Regions from separate parts of the Pogona vitticeps genome. Here region 2 is linked to region 1. Evidence: chromatin contacts called from public Hi-C data. All regions are on one chromosome and are shown on one strand. The core of a region is the stretch at or near the end of the contact, and the rest is flanking DNA. Distances in the headings are between cores, read along the strand shown. Region 1 holds the start of CDC34 (cell division cycle 34, ubiquitin conjugating enzyme). Region 2 holds the start of POLRMT (RNA polymerase mitochondrial).

Region 1 (6,237 bases), core at 1,676-4,175:
GCAGCAATCCTTCACCCTTGGAACCTTCTGCCACTAGAGCTATGCACCTTCCCCATTCCGAAGGGTTAAGAATGCTGGGACTTGTAGTCCAAAATGCCTGAGGGCTACCAGGGTGAGCAAGGCTCTGGTTACAGCCCACTGTCTAACACAAGCTCATTAAGCGGTTCTTTCGGCCTGCAATACAGGGAAGACACCAGCGTCCTACAGCGACCCTCTTCTGCTGGGTTCACTTAAAAAGGATAGGCGCACCAAAGACTTAATATCTGCCTGACTCATGTGGGGAAGAGGCCATCGTTTTGGTTTGCTCATTGCTGGCGGCCTTCAGCAACACACCCCAGGGAGGTGTATGTTTTAAGATGTCCCTGGAAGGAAGTCGCCAACTCCAGGTTGACTCAGACAAGCACCCTTTCCGCCCAGTCCAGCCAGTACGGGAAATGTCGGGTTGCCCCATGTGACCTCGTTGGCCAACCTTCGTCTGGGAAGCCGAGTCTTCTTGCCAAATCTGTGTGATCTACTGGCCCTTTGCCCAGATAGACAAAATGTCACCTCTGGGGCTCCCGCTGGAACAGGGAAGAAAGTATGGCCGCACGCAATGGCACAAAGAGGAGCGTTCTCTCACTCTTCTCTTCTGACGCACGCTAACCATGGTTTAGCACACCTTTGAAACCCTAAACCCCGGTTAGCATCCAAGGTGGTTTGCGGAAACGAAGCCAGCTTCATAAAACTATGATCAAAAGTTCTTTCTACCAGTCATAATCATCTTGGAACGGCAGAGCTGGAAGGCACCCCTAAAGATCATCCAGTCCAGCCCCTGTCCACGAGGCCCAGTGGGTGGAATCAAACTCCTAACCTCTGGCTCTGCTGGCAGATGCCGAAACCATGGAATTATAATAATAGCGTAACACCTCTTCCAGCCCTCTAGACCTTGTGAGTGAAGGGGAACACAGCCCTCCAGCGGCGCACAACTACAATTCCCATCACCCTTGATTAGTGCTTTGCAATTCAATGCCCATAAGTTGTAAAACCCTTAAAGTTTCAGTGCTTGGATATCTAGATTCAAGAGGAGGGTGAGGAGAACGGATTGTCTGAAATCCACCTTCCAAATCATTCTCCTTCCAGATGCTGAACTACAACTCTCATCATCTTCAACCAGCACAGCCAGGGGCCGCCAGGTTGGGTGTGTGTGTGTGTGTGAGTGTATTTCCATGAAAGGTTGGCCACTTACGGCCCTCCCTCCCTCACACTGCTCCATGAGTGCAACACATTAATTGGGTTGTTTACAGCAGGATAAACACAGTAGACATTAAGTTAGATTAAATGGGTAAACAACACTCAAGCAATGCTCTTAATATTGTCAGCTGCCTTGGGTACTCCTCTTCAGGAAGAAGGCGAAGCACAAACACTTTAAACAAATAATCAGGTTTATGCTGTTTATGACAGTGGATATGACACACTCAAAATTCCTGGTGTGTAACTGGAAACTATCCCTGTTGTAAGAAATGATTCCCCACGAATGAGGTCACGGCGGATAAAAGGACAAAACATGAGACTTTACAGCATGTTACTTCACATGTTTACTCAGAAGTAACTCGGCACTCCACCAGGGGGTGATTTATTATTAGAAAACTGAATTACAGGTACTCAGAAAAAGGGCAGGTTGGCAAGGGTCAAGAAACACCTCCAGGTCAGAAACTCTGCCAAAACAACAGCTTTAAATATTAATATTTTAATTCATGTTTATTTCAACTCAGGGTTATCTAGATGTGCGCAGTTAGACATTCCTCTCAACTGGGTCAATTTTGGGGATCTGAGCCCCGAAAAGTACAATTTCAAACCTTGGTTGTAATATAGAAGATGATGGTATTCACACCGTACTACTGTTTACACTTCCTCATATTAGTACACTTCTAGATTGACTTGAAACCCACAAAACGAAATGATTTTACTGCTCTCTCTTCATTCTGCTTCCCCCTTATTGTTTCTGCCGTCTCTTTCCTATGTTTCGCCTTGACAAAACTCAATTGATGTTTATCATCTCCTTTGGGACTCTGCCTTCGAAAAATATTTACATGTAAATCTGTAAAGCGAAACTTGACTGTCGACATTTGGGGATTTATATGATTTAAGACTCCGGCAAGATTAAGGAGTTTAAAAAGCCTGTCCTTAGAGCCGGATAGTCTTAAGAAGTTGGAAGGTTCACTTTTCCTCCCTGCTTCATCTCCAGAATGAACTCGAGCCAGGAATGAGCGGGGGGGGGGGGAAGGGGAACGGACGGACACGGACTACAACTCCCAGGACAAAGCCCAGCCGGAACGCGGAAACTTACTTTTCAACAATTACAAGCTCCCAGGCTTGGAGGTCTCTTTTTTGGGGGGGGGGCATCATCCCCCTATGGGCTTTCCTTCTTTGGACTCCAAGCCCCACCCCCCCTTCCGGGCTCTCCTTCTCTGGACTGGCTGGGGACGATGGGGCTTGTAGTCTCCCCCCAACTCTTTGTTTTGTGTGTCTTTGTGTGAGATTCCTCCTCTTCTTTTTTCCCTCCTCCCTTCCTCGCTCCTCCCTGCCCCTCACCTTGAAGTAGCCGCCCTCGTAGTGGGTGTTGGGGGGCCCGAAGATGGCCACCTCCCAGTGGTAGAGGTCCCCCTCGTCCACTAGGCTGACGCGGAAGCCCTCCACGGGCTCCTCCTGCAGCCCCTTCAGCTCCAGCAGCAGCGCCTTCTGCGAACTGGGCACCGCCGGCCGCGCCATGCTCGCCGCCGAGACAGGAAGAGGTAGGCCCCGAAAGAAGCCGGGGGCTCGCGTGAGCGCAGCGGCCGGGGGCAACGGGTTGGGCGCAGGGAGGCGGGACTCCAAGGAGCGCCGCTCGCTGGAGGAGGAAGAGCCGAGCGCCCAACGAGCTCCGCGCGCGGGGTGACCTGGGAGGCGTAGTTCTGAGGGGGAGGGTCAAGGAAGAAGGGGCGGGGGGCGAGCAGCCCCGCCTCTTCGCCCGCGCCAAGGCCAATGGAAGGTGGCTCCAGAGGAGGCAGAAGGCGGGGCCGGGAGGGGGTACCACCGGGAAGGACTACAGCTCCCGAGAGCCTCTGGGAGGAGCCTCTTGGGGGCGAAGGGAAAAAAAGAAAAGAGACGTCAGGAAGACATTCGCTAATAAGACTCTCGGGAGGGAGGCCTGGCGAGTGGGGCGGAGCCTCGAGAGAGACATAGAGCTAGGTCAATTAGAGCGATATCCCCTCTCTCCCACCTCCGAATTTTCAGCCCGCCTAATTCTTGTCATCAGCAATTAGGTGTAAAGGTTCCCATTGACAATTTTTTTGTCCAGTCGTGTCCGACTCTAGGGGGCGGCGCTCATCCCGCTCTTCAAGCCATAGAGCCAGCGTTTTGTCCGAAGACAATCTTTCCGTGGTCACATGGCCAGTGTGATTTAGACACGGTGTACAGATCGTTAATCCTGCAGTTAATTATGATGGGCAGGTGAGCTCTTGGGGATGTGTATATAGATACAACACTGTATCTATAAAGGGCTCCATGGTTTCAGGTCTCTGGATGCAGATGGATAAGTTGGGAGTTCAAATCCCCCCAGTGGGCTTCTTTGATAGGGGCTGGATTGGATGATCTTTAGGGATCCCTTCCAGCTCTCCAGTTGTTGTTGTTGTTGTTGTTGTTGTTGTTGTTGCTGCTGCTGCTGCTGCTATTGTTGTTGTTGTTGTTTTGTTGTTGTTAAATAATATAATGAATACTGTATATATTATGTATTTATAAACTATTAGCTATATTTGACTATTATATTTATGTTAAAATTATATTTTTTTATTTATTTAAAATATTTTGTATGCCATTTTTCTCCTTGAAAAGGTCCCAAGGCTGCTTATAGCAATGAAAGACAATATTTAAAGTTGAAAACAATGAGGATACAACAGTGGTTAGAAGACAATATCTAAAACTATGAACTATGAATAAGATGCATCTTAAGGCAGAGATCAATAATTATAAATAGCTGCTATCAACCTTGTTATTTATTGTTGAGCATTTCTTTACAATATTTATACCCTGTCTTCTTTGTCACAAGGCAGCTTATAACATTAAAAATAAAACAATTTAATATTAACAGCAAACTTGAAAACCAAAACAGCAGCCCAACCCCTAGGCTCCAGGCCACTGAAGTCAAGCTTGCCAGATGTATATCCCACATTTATATAAAGATGTCCATCTATCTCTTCTTAGTTAACGGGCACATGAAGCAGGTGTCTTCCCCAGGGAAGTTGGGTGGCCTCTTGTGAGAAAGCACAGGGATTTTTATTTATCTATTTAGAAGAGTGTGCCGCTTCTGGCATTCCAGAAAAAGCAAGGTGTGAGCTGCCTTCTTTCCAACGTCAAAGCAGGAGGAGGGCGAGAACTGGTTGTGATGATTTGTGTTTTTATGTGTATTAGAGTGGGATATGTAGTCCTAAGATTGTCCCAATAGCATCCATTTTGAGTTAAAGTCTGTTCTGTAGTAGGAAAGTTTTACATGCTGTTCCAGAGAAACTTCACTCTCTGGTTATCTCGTTGCTAAGATGAGCAGAGAGCAGAGAGTTTCGTAGTCAAAATAATTCTGCCACAAAGAATGATAACAACTGAAGCTCCATGAGAAAGTTAGGCGGGACAACAAGGCCCAGGAGGCATTCTGGGAAGAAGAAGTAAGAAGAGGAGAGGGCGAAAGATGGAGTTTGCCTGAGAAAGGGGCAGACACGTGCTTTTCCCATAATGGACTGGTTTTCATCTAGCATCAGCCTTTGAAGACCCAAGACACGTGAGATGGACGATTTATGCTTTTTGTTAGTTAGCATAGTTTCATTTCTTTATTTTTTTAGCTGGAGTGGGGGAGTGGTGTGTTCCGTTAGTCTTGAATGAAAATGTACCTACTGACTTAATTTACTATCAACTGAAACCTTTTCTAAAGTAATTCTTTTTAATAAAACAGTAATGATTGATTTCTAACTAGAAGCATTGTTTCTTGAACAGACTAGCTGAATGTCTAATTGGCCACGTGGGTTTGCTACCAAACTTTCAGAGCCAAATCATTCTGAGATATCTCCTGGTTATGACTGTGTTGCTTTCTTAATAAGGAGATTGGCCTCTGAGTAAGAAAATTTAGACAGAACTTGGCTGAGTTCAATTGGCTCTGCTCAGCAGTTAGAGGTTTGTCTGGTTTTCTTACTCATCCCAATTTCCAGCACCCCCATAAATCTCTTTGGAGATGCGGGGCTGCTTACATGGTGGCAGCGGTGGGATGGAACACGTGCTTTAGTGTGATTTATGGATTTATGGTGCTTGCTTTGTAAGTGAAGCTGCAGGCATTCTTCCGGAAGCCTTGGCTGAGGGAGTGCGTGCATGCTGACAGGCTGTAAATTAGCCAAATTGCTTTTCTCTTTCCAGCTAAGGATCTTACGGAAAGACTTAGCTGCAGTGAGGTCTGATAAGAAACAACGCTTAGGTTTTAACAGACATTAAAATCTGTTTAATTGAGCTGTTTAATGAGTGGGCATTTTCATGCAAGTAAACGGTCGCCCTTCTGAAGCTCCAGTTTAGGGCTGTTCCTGCCAGAGTGTTTTATGGCTTTACTCTCGCCCTACAGTTTCGGCTACATGGGCAGAGAGAGGTTTTTGGAGTTGCCTGGAGAGCAGTTTGTGACTCAGAGGAAAGTTAAAATTGGTAGTGCATCTGCTAAGGTGCCTTTGGTTAGTACAGATACGAAGCCCTGGCACCAAGAGCTTTTGGAGGCTCTTGAACAGGACGTCTTGACTCCAAGTGGAGCTAAGCAAAGGATTACTTATGATTCTTCACAACTGAGAAGGGAATTACAAAAGGGAGATATAATGGCTAAACTCCCAGCACAGGACGTCCAGGATCTACTTAGATCTGATTCAGATCAGACTTGGACTAAGTTGCAACAGATGGATCAGGCAGAGGAAATGGCGGGTGCCAGCACTCCAGTAGGGAGGGGAGTGCCAGGCAGAGGCATTTCTGATGGGACAGCAGGAGCAGCAGCAGCAGCAGCAGCCGGTGCTGAGCGTCCTGATCCTAACAAGAGTCTATCACAAGTGGATAAGTTAACAAAGATGTTTGCAGATTTTGTTGCTTGTCACACTCAATCTATTCATAATCAGAACATTGATGATGAGTTATTGAAGCAGTACAGAGAGGCAGAGGTGGAGCGTTTGGTTAATAAGCTGAAGGAAAAAGAGGAGTCTGAGGACTCAA
Region 2 (6,354 bases), core at 2,835-5,334, 140 kb before region 1:
TAGCTCCGAGAAGTTCTGGGAGGGGTGGCCAAGTTATCCAACAGCTCCCATTTACACCTTGCGGTTGTCTAGGGGCAGCCCACATTAGGGAGCAGAGCTTCCTCTGCTGGGAAAAGCCATGCAGCAGGCAAGGAAAGCCAAGAGGACTTACAAAAACCATAATCCTACTACCATGCAGGAGTGACGCATGAAAAGAGAAGCACATGACAAAAAGAGGAGGGTATAAAGACACAGGACACAGAAAATTGATTTTTCACAGGAGCGTGTGTGTCTTTGCTCTGCTTTGTGTCTGCCTCTGGCCGTCGCAAAGGCTGGAGGGGCCCCCAAGGAGGGAAGGTTTATGGCTTAAGAGTCGTATCTCCCCCGAAAGGCTTGTGCCATATAAGGGTCCAGAATCGTTCGGCAGAGAGAGTCTGGAGGGGGCAAAAACAGGCTGCATCAAACGCATGCCTCTTTTTCCTTCCCTGAAAGCAGAAACCAGTATGCTCTCATGAACCTCTTTAATTAACCTTGGAACCCCCTTTTTTTTAAAGGAGAAAGACGAGGTATAAACATTATAAACCAGTAAAGAAAGAGAAAAGTTTCTGCTACCTTATTATTATTTTTCTGGAAAATTACAACGCAGGATCAGACTTGGTGGTTCCTAATGAATGGCACTTCCCCCAATTTTTTTTTTTTGCATTTGCAAAAAAAGATGTTTTGCATTTGCAGAAAAATGCAAAAAAAGATGTTTTGCATTTGCAGAAAAAGATATTTCCAGGTGGCTTTTAAAGGTTTATGACTAGTCACATCATATTCTTCTAAAACCACTTTGGAAAGCCAGATAGCTAGAAAAGCAGCACATATAATGTACTGTACCTTGCCCAAGGCGTTTTAATTTTTTTCTGATCTATATTAGTCAATCTTGCAGAAAGCAGAAGGGAAAAAATGGGCAAGAAATTAGGGGGAAATTAGGGAACCAGTCCATTAAGGAGATAAGACACCCCATCAAGGGCATTAGGCTTTCTTTGCCAGAGGATTATGGGAATTTTGCACCAGTAGAATTATGGGAACCCAGGCTTTCTTCTAAGAGGGAATTATGGGAATTTTGGGCCCCAGGATTTAAACAACCCAGGGAATGATGGGGGGGAAGAAATGCCCGATCACCCCTTTCAGGGGAAGGAAGGAGGCGTTTGCTTGCAAGGAAGGCAACATAAGATTTCAAAGGCTCTGAGGAAAGGACTTTGAGAAATAAAAGGCAGTTTTTTTCGGGAGGGGGGGTCCCTCCTGGGGAGACGCTCTGGTCCCACCCAAGGAGTCTCTATGGTAGGATTATAGAGGAGAGGGGCTAGAAGGGTAAGGTCGGGGAAAGAGGCCTAGCAGAGCCAAGCGGAGCGTTCTTACTCACCATGGTCCGGGTCAGGCCTCGAGTGGCAACCGCACCACACAACAGAGTCCGCCTCAATAAGCGCCTCAAGCTCATTTCGCGAGGCTTTTACCTCCCAGCTCCTCCTCCTCTTCCTCCTCCCTCCGCACGGCCTCCCCACAAGACACCGCCTTTCCGATCCGGGAGGCGGCCAATCAGAGGCCACCGCCGCCCACCGCGGTCCCGCCCACCGTGTCATCCAAGCCGCTCCGCTCGCCTTCCGGCGAATCGGAGGCCCCCGGGTGGGCGGGGTCCCTGCGTTTCGCAACGGCCGACTCCTGCCCGCCCGCCCCCTCTGGCAACGCTCCAACCGACTACGCCACGGGTCGGATAGGCAGGCAAGCGATCCAATCAGAAACACCTGCATCCCGGAGCCCGGAGGGGGGTGTTGATAAACATCTGGAGCATCTTTGCGAGATGCAGGTGGTACCCAAGCGGCCACAGGAGAATCTCCTTTCGTGGCCTCGGCCCTGCTCCTCTTCTGGCCACAGCTGACTGCTCCTTTTTCAAAGTTTCCTCACCAATTCCTTCTTTTATTTTATTTATTTAAAATATTTCTGCCCCACCTTTCTCCTTAAAAGGAACCCTCCAAGCAGCTTCAGTGCTTAAAAACACAATACAGTATTTAAAAGGTAAAACAATAAGTATACAACTTTTAAAAAATATATTACCAATTATTGTCCTCCAAATTTTATATATATATAAGATTAAGAATGACCCTCTTAAAAAGATCAGAAAGAGTTAGTTGTTACGGTTACAGTAGCAAGACAAATATTTGTAAAGAATTGTGGAAAAGTGACAAATCAATCTGGAAGATTGGTATAAATAAATGTGGAGTTTAGCAATTAATTATAAGTTAACATATGAAAAGAAAAGAAGAGGAATGATAAAGTCTAATGATTTCAAAGATGTGTGGAATTCATACTTGGAATCATGTCTTTTCTAATTGGAAAAGCCAGCAAAAGAATCTTTGTACAGTATTTTTGGAGAGGTAAAGGTGAAAAGGGGGTATAAATTTATATTTCGGGTCACTTAGTCTCAAGGGTGAAGGTGGTGACATGGGTGGGGAAAGTCCAATGTGCATTGTGTGTAGCTATTAAATTTGCATTTTAGTTTTAATATTAAATAAAATAATAATAATGAAAAGGAAATAAACAGGCTTTAAACATCTGTAAAAAAAGAATTAAACAACTATTATATTCAAATAGTAAATAAAATCCAAATTTTGCCACCTTGGGTTCTTTTTAAGGAGAAAGACGGGCTAAAAATGTTTTAAATGATTTAAATAATGATAAATATTATAACACATTTAAAGCAACAGAGCACAACAAAATGGATTTTTGTTCTCTGCTGTACGCTTAGACCACTCGCTCTGTGGAATCAAGAGAAAAATTAAAGTTAAGTGGCTACAGCCCACTTTGTGGTGCGTGTGTGTGTGTGATGGAGGCTTACCATTTCACAGGGCTCTTGCAAGCCTCCGGCAGCCTGTCCTGCCCACACCCTGTGACAACTGCTGTGTTCACACAGGATTCCGTCACAAGGCTGCCTTGGAAGCTGCCTCCCTCCCGGCCTGCCTTATTAAACCCTGGATTAAATCTCTGCCAGCTGAAAGGAGGGAAGGTTTATGGCTTAAGAGTCGTATCTCCCCTGAAAGGCTTGTGCCATATAAGGGTCCAGAATCGTTCGGCAGAGAGAACGGGGTAACACAGGAGTGGCTTATTTGTGAAGGAAGGCTATTTCTAAGTGTTTAAAAACAAAAATAAAAAAAATTGGATAGCAAGAACTTGGAATCCTTGGTCTTGACTGGCCTATTTTCTTTACACGAATGGAGGGGATCAGGCTGGAGGGGGGAATCCCTTGAGAAAAAGAGAGCCAGGTTTCTGTATCTTTAATAGTGACAGGTAATCCCTCGAGAAAAAGAGAGCAAGTATTATCTTTAATAGTTACAGGTGGATGAACTTTCAGCAGGTGTAGCTTGCATCCATACTTGCAACCTGATGAAATTTCTTCCACTCTTAAATGATTAAAACAATTATTAAAGCTACAGGAGCCCAATCCATTTTTTTCCTTCTCTTTTTTCTTTTTCTGGGTGTGGGTGAGAAGCTTTGGGAATGTAGAAAAACATCACAATTTCCTCCAGGCCAAGGGGGTCAGACAAAGGTGCATTTTATCCCCTGATCCATTCAATCTGCATGCAGAACATCTCATATGGAAAGCCAGGCAAGATTCAGATGTAGGAAGAGTGGGAATTGGTGGAAGAAACATCAGTGATCTCTGATAGTCAGGTCTTTTTAAAGGAGAAAGGTGGGGGAAAATATTTTGAATCAATGAATATTTATTTTAAAAAATGAAGTAATAAATAAATTAATGACATTGGCAGCAATTAATTACTGGCAGCAGTGGCTTGAATTTTCCTTTACCCCCAGTCCCCCGAATATTTACAATATCATCTCTCCCCATAGAAATTAATGAAAATAATAATTCCCCCCCACACAACTTGGAACTTTTTTATTATTATTACAAAACTCAGAATGCTGACTGGGAGGTTCTGGGAACTGTAGTCCAAAGGCTGGTTGGAGGATTCTGGATGCTCTACTCCCAAAAAAGGAAGCAGCGATAGCGACGGTAATTAAAACTAAATTCACTTTTCCAGTCTTCAAAATATACTTAAAAATAAAAGTGCGGACCCGGAAATGACCTCTCCGAGCCGCTCCCTCACTCTTTCTTTTATTTCATCTAGGCACCGCTCCACGCGGCCTGGATCCCGTTCCTCGCAGCGCCTGCTGGGAGACGTAGTCCCGGGGCAGCCTCCGCGGCCCCTTCCCACGCTGGCAGCCGATTGGCGGAGCGGGTCAGGAAGGCACAGGGAGGAGGAGCCGGGAGGAGCGAGCGCGCCGCGCAAGCGCACCAGGCGGGGAGGCAATGTGGGTTGCCTGGAGCAGGCTAGGCAGAAATGTGGGGGGCTTAGTGGGGGGCAAAGGGGGGCCATGTCCATGTTGAAGCTGCAGGGGGCGCTGCTGCGGGGTACAGGTAGGTGTGGCCAGAGGTAAGGGGGCGGGGTTAGGAATTAGCCCCCCACACTTCCAGCGCCCCCATTTGTGGAAAGGGGTGAATTCCTGAACCCCACTCTTCATGGGGGGCTGCATGGCCCCCCCACAGCTCAGCCCCCCATATGTCTTGCCACAGGAGGAGAGCTGGTGCCCCTCTTTCTTGGGGGGTGCGTCTGGCAGTTCCACCTTTCTGTTATATTCAATGTATATTATATTCTCTATTCTGCTCCCTTTATATAAAGGGAGGGTCTCACCTCCTCCTTATTTGGGGGGGGGAGTGGTGATTCTCTTTTAAACCTGGCTTTTCTGGGGCTGAAAGTCTAGCAGCAGATGCCCCCCCCAGCCGCTCCCCACCCTCCAAAACAAAAAGCCCGCCCACCCTCTGCGGATCCTGAATTTCAATGGGTGGGAATATTGCCATGTTGGGGGGGGGCATGTGATTCTGCTTTGGGTCCTGAAGTAACCTTTTGGGGTTCGGCTTCTGTTGTTTGGTCCTTTCACAGTCTCGTCCGGATCGTCCCCTCCTTCCTTTTGTAGGGAGTTTGGAAATCTGCCACACAGCCGTGGGATCGTTTATTTCGAAGGGTTGCTTCTACCTGGATTAATCCCGAGTGGTTACGCTAAAATGATACTGTCATCCTTATAGACCTCGGAGATGGGGGGAGTTTGGGGTCTCTGGCTGTGGAGCCACAGGTTCAGAGTTTGAATCCCCCTCCTGGGAGAAGAGCTTGGTTATCCTTGGGCTGGCACCTCGTCCCAGGAGAAGGGAAGGATAAATCACTTCTGAGTATTTTCTACTTGGGAGACCCTGAAAATGGTGGCTATAAATCAGAACTGATTTGATGGCCCAGTGGTGTGTGGTGAGTAGTGGATAAGAGGGAGGAACTAGGCTTCCTTGACCTGGGATCAGATCTGGCCATGGAAACTCCTTGGGGGCGTGTTCACCTCCCTCACCCCATGGTCATGATAAATTGGTCCCAGTTTGTGGGTACATAAAATAACAAGTGGTTTTAAACTTTTTTTTTAAAAAGCAGGGGGCCAGCAACTAGGAAAAAAAATCAGATTTCTCTGTTAGCGTGTCAGCGAATGAAAAGGGAGGGGGGATGCAAAAACAGAGACAATGGATAGAAAAAGTGCGATAGCATGTGAATAATTAGGAAATTTGTTTTAATGTGACCTTCCAAATCTCAGAAAGTGGCCTTTTAATCCACAAAAACTGATCAGGGGAGAAATCTGTTAGTTTTTAAAGTGCTGCTGCCTTTCTCCCCTACACACGTGCCTTTTTTCCTGCTCAGTTCCGTCAACCTATTATTATTGTTGTTCTCATCCTCGTGAATCTTACTGTCCTCGAAAGCGGCCCTAATTTCCCCCTTTTGCTTTTAATGTTGTGGTTGCTGCTGCTGGCCAGCTTCCTGCTTGCATTCTGCCCTTGTGGAAGAACAACCCCGCATGAGTTTCCCAGGTTTTGACAAGTTCTCCTGGTTTAAGAACCAGGGTTGGGCAAAATAAAATTCAGATATACTGTATTTTCCGTCGCTCATTTGTGCACATCTTAATACCCTGTGGCATAAAACAGGATTTTGTTCCCTGATCACCTGTGGGAGACTTTGTCTGACCCTTAAGGTGAGCCACTGAATCCTTGTAAGCCAAATTTCCTGCCTTGTGGTTTAAACCGGCAGTGTTTTCAGAATCTTGAGGACCAGAAACTTAGCGTGGTGTTTTGATCTAGGACTGTTGCTCAGCAGGGAAGTCGTGGCTGTCTCCCCAAAACATTGTCCTACCCTGGTTTTGCAATTTTTTTTCCTAACAAAGCCAGCAGGTGAATCTAAGGGGCGAGAGTTCCTAAAAATGTAACTTCTGAGGTTCTGAACACACCTCCTCCTTGCCTTACAGAAAGCC

The links. A called contact is a pair of places that touch in the nucleus more often than the background predicts.
Region 2: a contact with region 1 is called in a Hi-C map of muscle, with 4 times the contacts expected there. The contact joins the promoter of POLRMT here to the promoter of CDC34 in region 1. A contact is called at or near these places in 2 of 2 Hi-C or Micro-C datasets (blood and muscle).

The regions. Positions count from the first base shown.
Region 1 is chr7:18,637,455-18,643,691 of PviZW2.1, reverse strand. CDC34 (cell division cycle 34, ubiquitin conjugating enzyme) reads right to left here and starts at 2,925. Exons shown (of 5, transcript XM_020794212.3): 1 at 2,572-2,925. The coding sequence starts at 2,748.
Region 2 is chr7:18,781,448-18,787,801 of PviZW2.1, reverse strand. POLRMT (RNA polymerase mitochondrial) reads left to right here and starts at 4,084. Exons shown (of 21, transcript XM_020794159.3): 1 at 4,084-4,435; 2 at 6,349-6,354. The coding sequence starts at 4,099. GPX4 (glutathione peroxidase 4) reads right to left here and starts at 1,564. Exons shown (of 7, transcript XM_020794161.3): 1 at 1,388-1,564. The coding sequence starts at 1,462.